Linked DNA regions of Pelodiscus sinensis: region 1 is linked to region 2. The links are chromatin contacts, called in public Hi-C maps. All regions are on one chromosome and are shown on one strand. The core of a region is the stretch at or near the end of the contact, and the rest is flanking DNA. Distances in the headings are between cores, read along the strand shown. Region 1 holds the start of LOC102462230 (serine protease 27-like). Region 2 holds the start of LOC142829305 (ecto-ADP-ribosyltransferase 5-like).

Region 1 (6,156 bases), core at 3,307-5,806, 220 kb after region 2:
GAGAGAACAATGCCTATTTGGATGCAGCTTTTCTGTTTCTCTAATTAATTTTGCACAGTGGCAGAAAGTGATGGGGAGGGTCCGTCCATTATTTTAATGACAGCAAATGCTGCAATTCAAAAAGTCAACACTTCATAACTCCTGTGACAGACCCAGGGCGGCTGGTTGCAATAGTTTGGGGGAGGGCAGACATGCCGGGAGCTGGGTGAATTCGTTTCTGTTTCCCCAGTGAGCGGCCAGAGACTGCGGCCAGGTAATCAAGGCAGGCAGGCATCCCCTGCCCCCACTGGCACCCTGTTCCCTGCCCCAGAACCCACTAGTACCCCTCCTCAGTACTGTGTCCCCTGCTCCCAACTGACTTTTCTATGGGTCAGTGATCCCTGACTCAAGGCAGGTTCCCTGCCATTCTCATAAATAAAGACAATGCAGAAACTTTTTGTGTTTCACACAGTATTTTATTTAAAAATGAAGCCTGGCCAACAAGCCCCCAATTGGAGCCAAACCCCCATCTGGCCACGACCACTCCTGCACTCCCCCTTCCCCAGACCCTAGATCTGAGCCTATCAAACACTGGAACCCCCTGCCCTGAGCCCCTCACGTACCCCAACCCAAATTCCTGCGCCCTCACATCCACAAGCCTTGGCTTGCTTAGTACCCCAACACTGCCCAGCCTGGAGCCCCCTCCCCGAGCCAGTGTCCCCTTCTCCACCTCCTCCTGCATCCAGATTTCCTCCCAGAGCTTGCACCTCACACCCCTTCCCACCCCCAAATCCCTCATTCCCACCCCGGAGCCTACACATCCCGTCTCAGCCCAGCGAGGGTCTGGCTAGACTGCAGGAGTTTTTCAGGATTCTGGAGATATCTCAGAAAAACTCTTCTGCATCCAGGGTTGCGTTTGTTCTTCTGCTTTTTTTAGTGGAAGAGCAAACAGGCTCTTTCGGTCACCCCTATATTCCTATTTCCACGAGGAATAAGGGGGCTTCCGAAAGAAGGGGGTTTTCTGACATTTGGTCCAGTCTAAACAGGCCAAATGTTGGAAAAAACCTCTTCCTACAGAAGAATTTTTTTTAAAGCAGCAGTATAAGGGTTGGGGATAGCAAGTGATGGAGTGGAGGAGAATAGAGAGGGCGGGGCTTCAAGGAAGGGGCGGGGCAGTAGATCTTGGCTTGGTCTGTCATTTAAAAAGTGATCTTGGGTGTAAAAAGGTTGGAGATCACTGATCTATACAGATTACAGACTCCTAACTATACCCACAGACATTATACAATCACATGACTAGCGTACATAGAATCAGCAGACAGTAAGCTTCTATTCAACACCCCACATAGCCCCCTTTTATACCATTTTTGGGGCCAACACCCCCACCTATGAGTGCAGCAGTGATCTGGCTGCTCCCCTCAAAATCCAGTAACGTGACACCCCCAAGGCAAAATTGATGCAGGAAGTGAGGCCAGTAACATCACTGAGGGCATCACAGGCCCCCCCATGCTTTGGCTCTGGGTCATCACATGTTCTAACCCAATGGCAGAAACAACAGTACAGAGCTGGATGAGAGTATGAGAACCCAGTGTGCCTAAAATAGGCTTCATTATTGCAAGGTCTGCCCTATTGACACCCATGTCCTTGCACTGTCTCACCAACCCAAGGTAGAACTTGGTAAAAACCACAGCTACTTGGATCTGCTTCTGCAGCATGATCCCTAAGTGTGTCAGGTGATTTTGCCCCGAGCTGAAGAAAATAGTGAATTTATCCAGGCCAGCTGTGGCAACTCTCTGAACCACAATTAACATTGTGTGAATGCAGGTATTCTCACCCCAAATCGTGTAGGCATTTTTGCATTTAGCCATGAAAACAAAATGGTGGTGTGCCTCAGTTTCCCTTTTCACACAGGACCTTCCAGCTGGAACCTTTTTTGTCCTGTAAGAAGTTCCAAGACCAGTTACAAGCATTAACCATGAACTAGCAACATCACAATGTCCCCTTATATACCGTCTGTCATTTGGTACATCAGATGACATGGTATAAGATCATGCCCATTGTACACCTTTACAATTCTCTGCAACAATAATCCATTGGTTACAAGAATTAACATCAGTAACAAGAACAATCCTATCTCAGGTGTATACTGACATTCCCCATCATGCCCCTTCTCTGGCCCCACACCATTGCAGTTTTGGCCCTTCAGGTTCAACCTGCAAATCTTCTTGGCCAAAGCAAGTCCTGCCCCTCCCCCTTGTCCTCTGGGCTCCAGGCCTGAAACCTCTGGCCAGACCAAGACAAAGGGCTGGCTGGGCGTGACTCCCTGGCTCACAATGGCCCTGGAATTCTCCCCCTTCCCCCACTCAGTGGGGTAACAGCAGTGAGCTGTAGACTCCCAAGTCTCTCCTCTGGCCACCTCCAACCTCTGTTTCCACATGGAACCAGATATCAACTTCCCTGATTGAGTATGAGTGTCCACCGTGTCCAGAGATGGGAGCGTAACTGCCATCTCCTGCATCCTAGGGAGAGTGACCACACAGCTGTTCTGCTCTGCATACTTAGCTACCCAGCCCTTCTCCTGAATCTGAGACACTAACTTCCCACTCTCCTCCTTCACCTGGGAACAATCCTGTCCCACACACACTGACTTCCCAGCAAGCTGGTCACCCACAGTCACTGGGTTAGCAGCCTGCTCCAGTTCTCTGGATGTTCCTGCCTCATCTGGAACAACCCTCAGTCCCTCTGAGACTTCCCCATAACCATCCCCACTGGATTTGTCTATATCCATGTCAGTGGAGTCACTGCTAATGAAAAAATTCTGTCCCTCAGGCATTACAACAAGTGCCTCACACACCAAGCTGCTGCCTTTTACAGGCAGAGCTTTCTCCTGAATGCCTTCTCCAAGCCAGGCATCGTCACCTCTCCCTGTTACTGCAAACTGCTTGCTACAAGCACTGCCAGGACTCACTTCCCTACGAGCTTCCTTAAGCAACAGTTCACCCTTCTCTGGCTCTGCAGCAGCATTACCCTGCTGAGCCACAACCAACTCCTCCTGCAATTCCCTTACTCCCTGAGTTATCTCTGGCCCCTCCGGTGGATTCACAGACAATCCCCTCTCAGGCACATAGACAGACTCACAAGAGACAGGGTCAGAGGCACCTTCTCTCCCTTTGCATCTCTCCAGATGGCTGTAAACTTCCACACCATCATTAGGCACCAGAGTTAACACACCCTCATTCTCTCCTTGTGCCTGGGCTAAGGGGTCACCTTGGTCCCACAGAGTTGCTGCCCCTCTTCCAGCAACACAGCAGCATCAGGCACAACATCAGTGTCCCCACTGTCTGATTTCTGGGGTTCATGCACGACACTGCCTGGATCTACCCAAGTCACAGCATCCTCCTTCCCAGCAGACACAAACTTAGCGCCACCTCCTTTCTGGGCCTTCTCTGTATCCAGACCCAACTCTGGGACAACAACACTGCTCTCAGCCAACACAGACTCTGGGGCACCTTCCACAGACAAAGGAAGAAACTCTTCCCCACACACAGTCAGACAACCAGAGACAGTTTCTCCCTCGTCCCAACACCCCTGGCTAATTTCAGGCATAGAGCTAGACACTGCAACAGCTTCCTTTACTGACCCACTGCTACTTTCACCAGCCAAATTGCCAGCTTGCACACACTGTGCTTCACACAAATCAATTTCAGCTTGTGCAGGTTCAATTCCACAAACCTCACCAGCCAACAACTCCTCAACTCCTCCCAGCCAGCCACTCCAGACTGCCCCAGAGAAACATTCCCCTGACTTCTGGGCTCTTCCTGCCCTGGTTCTGATTCCAGCTCCTGCTTTCTCTTAGCAATTTCTTCATCTGCCTTCCGCCTTCTTTCAGCAGCTTCCTTGGCTCGCTTCTGCTCCTTTTCATCCACATCTCTGGTTAGTAACAACACTACCAGATGTAGTTTAGAGGCCCTTTTCCTAAAGGCAATGCCTCTCCCTGAGCACAAATCCTTCAGAGCCTCTCTACTTAGGCTCTCATACTGGCACTGACTCATTTCGGCTGCCCTTTACCCAACCAAACTCTCAGTACTAAAAATCAAATTTAGACAGCGTGGGGTCCTGATCCCAAAGCTCAGTTGACCAAGATCTGTGGATCCTGCCGACTACACCACTGTGACAGACCAGGCCGTGTCTGGGCACAGCTGAGGGTGTCCTCTCAGGGCGAATTGCTCAAATCCGGGGCTCCTTACAGCCCCCGACTGGTGACCTCTCCAAACAGGCCACACACCAGTCCCACAGAGCGCTTCAGCAGCCTGCCTGAAGCCTCACAAGCCTCAAAATCCAGTAACCTGACATGGTCCTGCCCAGGGAACCGGCTCTGTCCCTTTCCCAGGGCCTGGGGGCACGTCGGGGGGTGGGGGGGAGAGGGAAACCGATCCCATGCAGGGCGGAGCTGGGCTCTGAAGGACACATCTCACCGGGGGGGAGGCTGGGTCCATGAGCTTCTGCTCTCACTTTCTGAGAGTTCAGAGATGTGACCGGCTGCCGCTGGCCCTGAGCCAGGGAACAGAGCCTCAGAGCTGCTGGGGCTTCCTCGGCATCCGGTCCTGCCAGAATCACCCCCAACCCCCTGACGGGGCGGGGCCTGCTGGGTTTTTAGCCCGCTGCCTGCTCGCCCGGGGGTACTTGCGCCGTTAGACGGAGGCTGAGCTGGGCGTCCCGACACAGGCCCCCGAGGGGCAGGATGATGGGGGGGCTCTGCTCCCAGCTGGCCCTGCTGCTGCTGCTGTTCCCAGCGCACGGTGAGAGACCCGGGCCCAGGGCAGAGCTCCAGGGAACAGGGTCAGGGAGACTCTCCTGCAACCTGGGGGGAGGATAGACGGGGATGGGGGATCCTGCCCCAGTGGACCGGCTCGGGCTCTTTCCCAGGCCTGGCCATGTGGGGTGGACTCTCGGGGGGCGTGAAGTAACAAGATTCTGGGCAGTGAGGGGCAGAAATGACTGTGCCAGGCCCCAGCCCTGCTGTGGATTTGGGGACCCTGATCCCACCCCCCAGGCACCCTATCAAAGCCCAACAAGACCCCTCCACTCTCTCTGGCTCACCCTCTGCCCCGGGAGCCATGGCCCCAGCTCTTCTCCCCAGTCGCCTGCCCTCCAACGCTGCAGAGAACACAGCTGATCCCAAGAGAGCTGGCAGCAGCACTTGCTCAGCGCGTGCTGCTGTTCACTCTGAAACCTACTGACATGGGGTAGCCACCTACAACATGGGCTGTGGTATAGGGATTATGGGAAGCACTGTGGGACAGCAGTTGGGGCTTTTGTATATTCCCCACCTTCCACCCTCCAAACGTAATTCAGACCCTAAAATTGCTCCTGCCCCTGAACACCCTGGCTCTGTAACATCTCCCCAACATTTCTGTTTCCTCTACAGGTGCTGTGGAGAGTCAAGACCAGCCAGGTAACGAGCCCCGAGCTTCTGGGTCCTGGGCCTGGTTATGGGGTGGGGAGAGGAGACGGGCACCATGTCCCGTGCTAACATGGCTCCCCTGTGTGCAGTGTTCAGCCGTATCATCGGGGGGCAGGATGTCCAGGAGGGCAAATGGCCCTGGCAGGTCAGCGTTCAAGAGGATGACAAGCACGTCTGCGGGGGATCCCTCATCGCAGCCCAGTGGGTGGTGTCGGCCGCTCACTGCTTCAATCCGTGAGTAACTCAGCCTGGGGAATGACTCGTCCCTGGCCTCCTGCTTTGTGGCTGTTCCCCAGCTGCCCTGCCCCAGAGGTGGCTGCATCCCAGCCTCACACTGTCTCCCCTCCTCCCTTTTCTCCTCCCCAGCTCCGCGTCCCCTTCCCAGTATCGTGTGGTGCTGGGGGCGCACCAGCTCGCCAACCCCTCACCCCATCAGGTCACACGTGAGGTGCAGCAGATCATCCTGCAGCCCAGTTACAATAAGACAAGCTCCGTGGCCGACATCGCCCTGGTGCGGCTGGAGAAGCCGGTGACCTTCACAAAGTTCATCCAACCCATCGCGCTGCCGGGGGCCTCCCGCCAGTTCCCCGTGGGAAAGACCTGCTGGGTCACCGGTTGGGGAAGGGTCGAAGTGGGCAGTAAGTGTCAGAGGGCCCAGAGAGGGGCTAGGGGCTGGGGGGCTGGGAGTTGTGGGGGGCTGGCAAAACGTCTCC
Region 2 (5,661 bases), core at 2,843-5,342:
GTCTGACTCCCAGCTCCTCTGCTCTACCCGCTAGACCCCACTCCCCTCCCAGAGTGCCCAGGAGTCTGACTCCCAGCTCCCCTGCTCTACCCGCTAGACCCCACTCCCCTCCCAGAGCGCCCAGGAGTCCTGACTCCCAGCTCCCCTGCACTAACCACTAGACTCCACTCCCCTCCCTGCCCCCCCCCCCCCGCTCTACCCGCTAGACCCCACTCCCCTCCTAGAGCGCCCAGGAGTCCTGACTCCCAGCTCCCCTGCTCCAACCACTAGACCCGACTCCCCTCCCAGAGTGCCCACGAGTCTGACTCCCAGCTCCCCTGCACTAACCACTAGACTCCACTCCCCTCCCAGAGCGCCCAGGAGTCCTGACTCCCAGCCCCCCTGCTCCAGCCACTAGACCCCACTCTCCTCCCAGAGCCAGGGAGAGAGCCCAGCCCCCCTGCTCTATCTGCTAGACCCCACTCCCCTCCCATAATGCCCAGGAGTCCTGACTCCCAGTCCCCCACTCTACCCACTAGACTCCACTTCCCTCCCTGGTCCTCCCCCCCCACTGTAACCACTAGACCCCACTCCCTTCCTAGAGCTGGGAGGAGGGCCCAGGACTCTTTCCATTGCTATCCTTACTGCCCCCCTGTGCCCATGCAACGGAGGGCTAAGGCCGGTACCTTGGTGAGCAGGACACTTCGGTACATAGGGGTCTCCTGGAAAAGAGACAAGACCCGGTTACGTTTCCCTGGCCCGGCCCGGCGGGGAACGTCTCCCGCCCCCCGAGCCGGCCCCTTGGCGGGAGCCCACCGCCCTCCCGCCGCCAGGTCCTACCGTGCCCCGTCAGGGCGCAGTTGTGGTTGCTGCACACGGCCACCGACTTGGCCTGCACCGTCTTGGCCGCCCCGTTCCGCTTGATCTTCTGCAGCCGGAAGAGCTCGTAGGGCGGCACCAGCACCTCCTGCTCGCTGGGGATGTGGGACAGGCCCCGCAGCGCGTAGCCCGTGCAGGTGACCAGCTGGAAGAAGGTGCGTTGGCCGAAGTTGGCCGCGGCCGCCTCGCTCCGGGAGGTGGAGGTGAAGTGGCCGAAGCGGAACACGCGGCCGACGGAGAAGTCGATCTTGGTTCCCCTGTAGACGGTGGAGCAGCTGGGCTGGATGCCCCAGATGGCTCGGGGCGCCTGGCTCAGCAGGAAGTGCAGGGCCTTGAAGGGGTAGCGGGCGTAGGAGCGGGACCCATCCACCCAGCCCAGCCGGGTGGCGTTGTTAAACTCCCGGTAGAGAGGCGGGTTCTCCAGGGTGTAGGCCCACACGGCCACGCTGCACAAGGACTGCATGTTCGGGGTGAAGACGGGGATCTTCTTCAGCCTCATCCACTCCTCCTTGGCCTTGGCCCACGCCTCCCGCAAGTTCTTGTTGCTCGCCAGCTCCAGGCGCAGCAGGGCCGCGAGTCTGTGCTCCATGGCGGGCACGCAGCCGCGGTACGTGTCGTCCACCGACCAGGCGGCCATGTCGAGTTGGGGGCCGCCTTCGCCCACGCAGGGTGCACAGGGGCGGGCCTAGCAGACATGGGCTCACGCTCAGACGGGATGAAGGGAGAGCTACTCAGGCCGGGGAGAGCGTGGGGGAGCCAGGGCTCTTGGGGTCTCTCTCCAGCTGTGAGAGGGCAGTGGGGTCTAGTGGGTAGAGCAGGGGGGGTCTGGGAGCCAGGACTCTTGGGGTCTCTCTCCAGCTGTGGGAGGGCAGTGGGGTCTAGAGGGTAGAGAGCGGGGGGCCTGGGAGCCAGGGCTCTTGGGGTCTCTCTCCAGCTGTGGGAGGGCAGTGGGGTCTAGAGGGTAGAGAGCGGGGGGCCTGGGAGCCAGGACTCTTGGGGTCTCTCTCCAACTGTGGGAGGGCAGTGGGGTCTAGAGGGTAGAGAGCGGGGCGCCTGGGAGCCAGGGCTCTTGGGGTCTCTCTCCAGCTGTGGGAGGGCAGTGGGGTCTAGTGGGTAGAGCAGGGGGGGTCTGGGAGCCAGGACTCTTGGGGTCTCTCTCCAGCTGTGGGAGGGCAGTGGGGTCTAGTGGGTAGAGCAGGGGGGGTCTGGGAGCCAGGACTCTTGAGGTCTCTCTCCAGCTGTGAGAGGGCAGTGGGGTCTAGTGGGTAGAGCAGGGGGGGTCTGGGAGCCAGGACTCTTGGGGTCTCTCTCCAGCTGTGGGAGGGCAGTGGGGTCTAGTGGGTAGAGCAGGGGGGGTCTGGGAGCCAGGACTCTTGAGGTCTCTCTCCAGCTGTGGGAGGGCAGTGGGGTCTAGTGGGTAGAGCAGGGGGGGTCTGGGAGCCAGGACTCTTGGGGTCTCTCTCCAGCTGTGGGAGGGCAGTGGGGTCTAGTGGGTAGAGCAGGGGGGGGTCTGGGAGCCAGGACTCTTGGGGTCTCTCTCCAGCTGTGGGAGGGCAGTGGGGTCTAGAGCAGTGGTCCCCAACCTTTTGGGGTTGCCGGGCGCCAGGGGGCGTGGCTGTTCGCCCGCCAGGCGCCCGGTGGCGGGGACAGGGCCCCCCCATAGCCGGGGGCGGGGCCCCCCATAGCCGCATTCCGGGGGCCGGCGCTCTCCCCTCAAGTGCTGCGCGCTCGGGGCCGGCGCTGGCGCTCTCTCCCCTCCCCTCCCCCAAGCGCCGCGCGCCCGGCGCTCTCTCCCCCCCATGCGCCGCGGGGGGTGAATCCGCGGCGCCCCCGGGGCCGGCGCTCACTGTGCACCACGCGCCCGGGGCCAGGCGAGCCCTGAGCACTTGGCGGGTGCAGAGAAATGCCCCCGCGGGCACCGTGTTGGGGACCACGGGTCTAGAGGGTAGAGAGCGGGGGGCCTGGGAGCCAGGGCTCTTGGGGTCTCCCTCCAGCTCTGGGAGAGGAGTGGGGTCTAGTGGGTAGAGCAGGAGGAGGTCTGGGAGCCAGGACTCCTGGGTTCCCCCTCCAGCTGTGGGAGGGCAGTGGGATCTAGTGGTTAGCGCCGGACTCCTGGCCCGTTCCTGAGGCAGGTCACTCCCTCTCCCAGCCTGTGTCCTGGCGCACGCTGAGCCGGGGCCATTTGACCCCGTCACTCAGAGCCGCCGAGTCCTCCGAACGTGGGGTGCTGGGCTCTGCAGGGGGCTCTGGGCTCTTCTGCCCTCTCACCCCCATTTCCGACCCCCTTCTGCCTGCCTGGGCCCCCCTAAGCCAGCTCCTCCCCAGTGAGTTCTGGGCCCTCAGGGCCGGGCCTTGGCGGGAGCCTGAGAAAGGGGGTTCGTGGCCCCCAGCTCGTCTCTGGGCAGGGCGCCTGGCAGGGGAGGTGGGGTCGGGTGGGGGGCAGGGCTCAGGGCGTGACGCCTGCACCCCCCAGAGCAATGGTGCCCGGCTGAGATCTACCTGCTAAGTGTAGCTCCGGCCTGCGCCCCGCCCAGCATGTTCCTCGGTCCAGCTGCCCCCCCCAGCTGCTCCTGGGCCCCCCATTCTGGCTAGTCCCCTTCTAGCCAGGCCCCCTTCCCCCACTGGCCTCCCCCTCTGTTTGCACTTGGAGAGCCGGAAAACCCCCTGATCTCAGCTAGTCTGAGGATCCGCTGCACCTCCTGCTGCTGCTGGTCAGAGGTCTCCTGGCTCGCCCTCCCCCCCTTTCCTTCTGACTCTAACCACTAGACCCCACTCCCCTCCCAGAGCCAGGGATGCATCCCAAAAATCCTGGCTCCCAGCCCCTTGTCTAACCACTAAACCCACCTCCCCTCCCAGAGACGAGGAGAAAACCCAGGAGTCCTGGCTCCCAGCCCCCCCGATCCCGGCTCTAACCCACTAGACCCTAGTCCCCTCCTGGCTCCCGGAGTCTCTCCCCACTAACCACTAGGCCCCACAGCCTGGCATTTTCCATGCAGATTTCCCCCTGTTCATGCCACCCGAGTGGGATGTGTGGGATGTGCCCCCTTCCCCGGGCAGGGCTGCTAGGGAACAGCTGCACAGCGGTGCTGCAGGGAGGCGGCTCACCTAGCGCTGAGATGCAGCCACCTCTGGGGTGGGGCAGGGATACTGTATCGAAGCCACTTACCGCTGAGTCCCCGGAGGGCAGCAGCCAAACTGCAGCGAGAAGCAGGAGGGCGGCTTTCTTGGGGGACATCCTGGCGTCCGACCCCCGAATAACTCACCGAGGGGGATCAGCTGAAAGAAACTGGAGTGACCAGATGTCAGACTAGCTGTCCGGCCCCATGGCAGGGAATGGGTTGGCCGGTGGGGGTGGGTAATGGGGCCCTATGGGAGGGATACAGTCTGGCTGGCTCCCAGGACTTTCGGCAGGGTCTCATTTTATTCCTAAAGCCCCAGCTCCAGGAGTCAGGTGAGCCCGGCACGATTTCCGTCTCAAAGGAAAACCCATTTCCAGGCTGCGGGGCTGCGGAGGGGGCTTGCGAACGCTGGGGGCAAGGGAAAAGCTGCACCCAGCATTGGTTTTACAGGCCCCCCGGTGTCTGGGGCACCGGACCCCCAGTTTGTGAACATCTGGGGCTGCCCGGGGGTTGGGCTGGGGATCTCTTACCTCTCGCCCGCTGTCTGTTCCCCGCGGGTCCCGTTGGGCTGCGGGGTTTTAATGGCAGCCCCCGGGTGGTGATGGAGGGGAGGGGAGGGGAGAGGGGCGCTGTGTTATCGAGATCTCACAACTGGCAAGAAACGTGGCCGTTACGGAACCGCCGGCATGTGGCAACTTGGGGTTTAACGGGTGGTTTTTATCTGATTTCCCTTCGTGTCCTTTCCCCTTCTCCGCGCTTCGCCCAAGTGTGTGTCTCCATCAGCAGCAGGCCAGAGCTTGCAGGAGTGAGGTCTTGAGGCAGCGCCCCCTCCAAGGTGGTCCCAGGCGTGCCCCCCTGCTCTAACCGCTCTCCTCCATTGGGGCGGGAAGTGGGGCTGCAGAGGTGCTACTGTACCCCCCAGATTTTGCACCCCTTGCCTGGATGCAACAGTCCCCCATGCAGTGTCGCTGGCTCCCAGAGCCAGGGTTGCAAGCCAAAAGTCCTGGCTCCCAGCCCGTTGTTCTAACCACTAGACCCCACTCCCCTCCCAGAGCTGAGGAGAAAACCCAGGAGTCCTGGCTCCCAGCCCCGTCTCCCCCAACCCTGGCTCTAACCCACTAGACCCTAGTCCCCTCCTGGCTCCCAGATTCTCTCCCCACGAACCTCTAGGCCCCACAGCCTGGCATTTGCCAGGCAGATTTCCCCCTGTTCATGCCATCCAAGTGGGATGTGTGGGGTGCGGCTGCTGCCTGACGTCCCAGCCTCCAGCTCCACGGGGTCCCCGCTGCTGGCCCCATGGGCTCTGCTGTCGGAGCATTGGCCCCCCTTCCCAGAGCCAGGGGACAACCCAGGAGTCCGGCTCCCGGCCCCCCTCGCTCTAGCCCCCTCAATCCCACACCCCTCTCAGAGCTGCATGAGGACATGGGAGCCCTGCAGCCTCTAACTGTCTCCGGCCTCAAAGAGGTCTCCGTGTCTGGCCCCCTTGCGGGGGGGCCCCTGTCCCGAGCGGGGATGTCAACAATAGAAACGGCCAGCCGCCGTGTCACCGTTACCAGTCGAATGGTGACATGGGCTGATTGTTTTCCCTGGGCAGGGGGAAGGATGGTGGAGGCTGGAGAGGTGCTCAAGATGCCCCTTGTCACCAGCCCCACTCCTGGGGTGCTAGGCAGCAGGGGGGGGGCAG

Evidence for each region. Hi-C and Micro-C count contacts between places; a contact is called where the count stands out from the background.
Region 1: a Hi-C map of liver shows a contact between it and region 2, with 4 times the contacts expected there. The contact joins the promoter of LOC102462230 here to the promoter of LOC142829305 in region 2. A contact is called at or near these places in 3 of 5 Hi-C or Micro-C datasets (blood and liver).

What each region holds. Positions count from the first base shown.
Region 1 is chr4:134,399,667-134,405,822 of ASM4963464v1, forward strand. LOC102462230 (serine protease 27-like) reads left to right here and starts at 4,557. Exons shown (of 7, transcript XM_075928754.1): 1 at 4,557-4,778; 2 at 5,408-5,434; 3 at 5,533-5,677; 4 at 5,810-6,081. The coding sequence starts at 4,721.
Region 2 is chr4:134,175,724-134,181,384 of ASM4963464v1, forward strand. LOC142829305 (ecto-ADP-ribosyltransferase 5-like) reads right to left here and starts at 4,093. Exons shown (of 4, transcript XM_075928763.1): 1 at 4,025-4,093; 2 at 820-1,543; 3 at 666-701. The coding sequence starts at 4,093.